2 separate regions of the Gasterosteus aculeatus genome follow, and region 1 is linked to region 2. The links are chromatin contacts, called in public Hi-C maps. All regions are on one chromosome and are shown on one strand. The core of a region is the stretch at or near the end of the contact, and the rest is flanking DNA. Distances in the headings are between cores, read along the strand shown. Region 1 has its middle 30 kb from the start of pmp22b. Region 2 holds the start of prdm9 (PR domain containing 9).

Evidence for each region. A called contact is a pair of places that touch in the nucleus more often than the background predicts.
Region 1: a Hi-C map of skeletal muscle shows a contact between it and region 2, with 9 times the contacts expected there. The contact joins the enhancer-like site here to the promoter of prdm9 in region 2. A contact is called at or near these places in 5 of 6 Hi-C or Micro-C datasets (liver, skeletal muscle, tail fin and 1 more).

What each region holds. Positions count from the first base shown.
Region 1 is chr5:9,455,434-9,458,133 of fGasAcu3.hap1.1, forward strand. No RefSeq gene overlaps it. Among protein-coding and RNA genes, the nearest start is that of pmp22b, 30 kb to the right of the region's middle. Within about 2 kb of position 1,363, at least 2 of the 9 cell types and tissues checked have open chromatin away from gene starts, as enhancers often do. A contact at or near this core is called in liver, where this site is marked.
Region 2 is chr5:9,226,743-9,229,442 of fGasAcu3.hap1.1, forward strand. prdm9 (PR domain containing 9) reads right to left here and starts at 1,268. Exons shown (of 6, transcript XM_040177491.2): 1 at 462-1,268; 2 at 280-372; 3 at 1-181. The coding sequence starts at 546. trnag-ccc (transfer RNA glycine (anticodon CCC)) reads left to right here and starts at 1,282; the gene lies at 1,282-1,352.

The DNA.
Region 1 (2,700 bases), core at 113-2,612, 230 kb after region 2:
CACCTTCATTTAAGATGCCTCTGAATGACACACGCTACAGTTTGCATTCATTGAACTCATTGTCAGCTCCTTAGGGCCGCCTCTAAGACGTCGCCCCCCCCCCCAAAGCTTGACTCTTTGTCACATGCTCATACCGTATGCACACAGTAGAATAAAGGGATGCTCTGAATGGGATCTCCCATTCTTCATGAGGTAATGACTTGACGCTCATAACGATTGGATGTATTTGTGGAAATCGATGGCGTGGGTAATTGGACAAAGAGAAGAAATAGCAGCTTGAAAATAGCAAAAAAATTGGTTCGTGCATTGTGAATGGCAAGAGATGACCTCCCACAAAATGACCTCTATCTGGAAACCTGCTCTGATTTCATCAATAAAACTGTGTTGGGACGTCATAGAAAACACACCCAGGTGCTTATGTTTGTTTTTTTGTGCCGGCGTGCGTGTTGAGCATTGTGGGCGGATGTAGCAGATCCTTTGTAGCTCTGTAGCTCTCTGTGTCACTGGGGCCGGGACCCTGGTCTCAATGGGGGGGGGGGGGGGGGTCTTCTCAGGATTGGGAGGTGCAGAGGCGAGTTTCATGTCTGCTCTCTGTCCGTCCCGTTACTGCTATGAAATAATCCCCTCGTTTGTGGCGAGGGGGGGTGCAACCGAAATTTCTTTTGTTGAACACAGCCTTTACCACATCAACCTTCTGACACCCTCTGTGTTAACATCTGTGTGTGTGTCTCTTGAGCATGTGAAAGTGAGTTTTTAAAGCGAAGACATTTTTGAGAAATGCAAGCCTGCGTATTAAAGTAGTTTTTTCGGTGCAGGGGACATGGAATGAAATAGCTTGTCGATCAAAAATACGTTTTTGATCCAAAATTCCGAATGCGACGATGAAAGGTTCTTGGAGTAAGGTTCAATGTAGATGATCTAACTTTTCCTTACAGGACCGTGATCCAGTTGGATCGCATGGTGGGTATAAATAATTGTCGTCATCTTTGTCCAAAGTCCAGCATTTCAAAGTGAATCAAGGATTAAATCATGAACTTTAAAGGAATAGCTTTGGAGTTATCGTTGTACTTACTAAGATTGATTCCACTCTCATCTGTCTGTTAAACATACAGTTTATAGAAACAATTGGCTTAAAACCGGCTCGCCATGCTCTGTAAAAGCATATGTTGGTGAACTGGTCACGTCTATCCAATGCTGTATATAGTTAGAAGGTTGCATTTACCCTTCTGATTTATTCAGAACACACCTTTACAAGAAGCATGTATGAATAAAACGGTGTGTGTGTGTGTGTGTGCGTGCACACGAGTGGGCTGAGTGGGAGTGTGTTTATCTAACTTGGCCTGTGATGTCAGCGCTGTCTGGCAACAGGCTGATTAATGTCTGAATGTTTTCCAGCTATTTAGCCTGCGCACACACACACACACACACACACACACACACACACACAGAACCACACACACACATCACATGTAGGGAAAAGGATGGAAAGAAGGATGATAAAAACTACGGAGGTAAAGATGATGAATTGAGAAAATGATCAAAGCGCCGATTGAGGCGTAATGCAAGAAAGCAAAGGAGGATGTGGGCAAGCATCCGCGTCGATTATTATAACAATCACCCCGACTTCCTCGGACTGGATAACTAATCGAGTTTCCAAAGTATCGTTCATAGTGGGCCTGTGCGAAGTCTTTAGCTGGAGAGCAGAGCGGCGCCGGCAACGTGGCGGCTTCTAACGGGACCACGTGACTCGTGCTCGCGGGATCCCTCAGCAGTCCTTCTGCGGATTCTGCGGGCCGCGCTCTCTGTCATTGTCCTGCTGAGGTTTTCTCTCTTCTCTCTCACAGGCCGTGTTCTTTACATCAACACCCCCAGTGGTTACTTCCCTCACCCCCTGGGCCCGGCCCCCGCTGAGAGGCTCACCATCGACGCCGTCAGAGGACCTGAAAGGTGCCCAGCGACCGCCGAGCAGACCAGACGACGCTCGCTAAAGGTCTCGTCGTTGCTCCTGGGGAGGAACGGAGAAGAGCAAAATGCATCATTACGTGTAAGTGGTGCGAGCGGTTGAGGATGCAGGAGGGAGCAGGACTGGGGTTGGTGTGATGGAGGAGGAGGAGGAGGAGGAGGAGGAGGAGGAGGAGGAGGAGGAGGAGGAGGAGGAGGAGGAGGAGGAGGAGGAGGAGGAGGAGGAGGAGGAGGAGGAGGAGGAGGAGGAGGAGGAGGAGGAGGAGGAGGAGGAGGAGGAGGAGGAGGAGGAGGAGGAGGAGGAGGAGGAGGAGGAGGAGGAGGAGGAGGAGGAGGAGGAGGAGGAGGAGGAGGAGGAGGAGGAGGAGGAGGAGGAGGAGGAGGAGGAGGAGGAGGATGATAAAGGGGGGGGGGGGATTTGTTCTGCGATTAGTCAGCAGTCCGCTCTCAACTCTTCCGGTGTAGTCTGGAGTCAATTAGCGGAGCTATTATCAAGCCCGGTTCATCCGCCCAGCTGAGCAGACAGCCGCTCTAATCCCGCCGCGCTCTGACGTAGTCTGCAGATCTGATCAATCTGATTTGTTAAAATAACCGATGCACCCAGCCTTCATCAAATAAGTGTATCACAGATTAAAGCCTTTTAAGGGGAATGGTGGCAGAACGAGCCGTGGCTTTCATCCCATGGAAACGTCTCTTTCCGCATGGAGGGTGGTGTTGTTTTAAAGTGGGGGCGGAATA
Region 2 (2,700 bases), core at 18-2,517:
TTAATGACCCCGACGCCGGCGTTGGGAATACTCGATCTGCCTACCATCAGGCCGTAGGGGAGCGTGAGGAGGGCCCTCTGTGGGAGACCCGGGCTTGTTGGAAAGTCCAGAATGAACGACGGGCCGTTGACGTTAGCGGAATCACTCTGGTCCTGGAAGAGAGTGAGACACTCCTCGCAATCTGGAAGGGCAAAAGGACACGGCCATTTGGATTTAAGGAAACTTAAAAGGGGGGGGGGGGGTGCAGATTTAAGCAGAGGAGGAGTGTCTCTTTCTTACAAAAGCCACCATCAGACTCTGGGTTATCTCCGTGTCCCACAGTGTCCAGTAACTTCTGGATTGGAGTTTCTGCCGGCTCCAAAACCGGCACCACTACGGAAATAGAAGACGAACAACAGGCAATAATTAAGCACACATATAATAAAAACCAAGTCACGTCACGAGTTTAGTTGTCAACCAACCTGGAGGGGTGTTGTGTTCCGGGGTCAGGCACTCCTCGGTTATAACCACCTCCACCCACTCCACGTCGATGCTCCTGTCCGACATGAGTGCAGATTCTGCGGCGAGTTGATGGGAACTGTGACTCTGGAAGACAGAGGCTCACACGGATTCATACTAAACGCTAGCAGCCACAAGTAGCTTAGCAGGCTCACGTTAGCATGCTAGCCTAGCGTAGGAGGCTAGCATTACTAGCAGGCGGCGGCGGCTGATTGAGCTGGCTAGCTTTATAATTCACACATATTGGGAGGACACGCGTCCAGTTAGGGTTATCTGGGATGAGTGGTGTCAAATTATAACGAATACAGGAATAGTAGCATGGCTAGCCAAGTGACAGTAGCTGCTATGTGGCTATCAGACTAGCATCCTTCCAAATGTATAACTACTTTAAACTCTATTTTTCTACTAGCTCGAATGCCATCGTCTATATACCTGCGACTGATTTGCTAACTAACTGCCATTGAAAACGGTTTTAGCTGTTAACTAACCGATGGTATCCAACTAACGTTAGACACCAAATACTAAACTATCCTAGAACGACGCAGTTAACCCGGAAGCAAATTAATTATACTTTCAGAGTAAATGTGTACTTCCGTTCTTTTTCCAAATAAAGTAGCATAGCTTAGTGAAATTACTCCGTTGACTTGTATCTTCTGTAGCATGCGATTTAAGTGTTTCTCCAAACTGCAAAATGTAAGAATTGTCATCCCCGTTGCAATTAGCTGACAGTGCGAATGCTGGCATTAGACTATTTAGAGACTGCGGTCTCCACACATTCCATGGGCGCCGCTGGTGTAGTGGTATCATGCAAGATTCCCATTCTTGCGACCCGGGTTCGATTCCCGGGCGGCGCACCACTTTTGCTTCCAAAAATGCACGTATCTTCTACACACTTTTGCTGGGTATGTTACCAAAATATACATTGCGGTATTATTTATGACGACTTACATACGTATTCACTTTATTATTAGAACATATTCTACTTTACCGTATTTAATTTCAATCTAATTATTGTATTGTGATACTATACCCTAGACTTTGTTATAATATATACATATATTACATATATTTAAGATATACAGGCTTGCTGCTATTATTCCTACAACTTTTTCAAATTAGTCTTTTATTGATCTTGTATAGTTTCAATAAACTTTTTCTTATTCTACATTTGAAATATTTTTGGTGTGTAACATATTATTGCAAAGTCTATCGGGAAGCTTTCACTAACAATTCAGAGGTGAAATGCTCATCTATGAAGTAATTAAATTAAACTGTTTGTTCAATCACACTTTTCCATATTATTCTGTTTTAATTTATTTTGGGTAATTGTATGCTATCTTTCAGTGAGCCATATTTTGTGATTATATAGATAAGGTTTATTTGAACGTATTAATGTATTTTTTATTAACAGTACAGATTCGCATTGATGTTGCTTTTTATCCAAGAGGTCTGTTACATTTATCCACTTTTTATAATTAGTAGAATTATCTACATGTTTCAATGCTTTAAAACTGTAACGCAAACTTTTGTATGCGCGTGCGTATAAGGGAGCTGAACTTAATCCTTCACACTACCACTGTGGGCAAGGCAGGATTTCCATTTCAAGCCCCCCATTAATGTTCAGTCTCCGTGGATGGGTCAACATTGTACAGCAGCTGTGACCGAGGCCTCGTCAAACTTTGGGACATGGAGAAAACAGTGGCTTAGTGTGACAAGAGGACGTGGAGAACAATATTTTCACATGTAACCTTTTTTAGCAAACAGCATGCCATGTGCGATTGGGTCATTTCTTTGCCCTCCTCTCCGGAAGGGAATCGAGGCTGCTGACTTTTTGTGAACCAAACTCTGACGCCGATGAGTGCCTTATGACATTCAACCCCCCCCCCCCAAAGAAGCGGGACCCTCTGGGGGCAGATACGCTGATCAAATCAAAGATTCCCACCTTGCAAAAAACCCCACAATTTTCACAAAACGTCCATCCTTTCTCTCAATTGTCTTCCAAATTCACAAAATGTAGGATTTTCTATTTGTAAATGTGTTCATTTGCTTGTGAACAGACATTCTTTTCTTGAAATAAAGTTGTTGATGATATCTTAAAAATGCATTTTAAGTGTAGAAGCATACAGCGTCTTCAGTATGTTTTTGTACTCCTTTCTTCCCCTCGTGTCCTGTGCCTGACAGTGTTAGCTATAAGTAACTAAC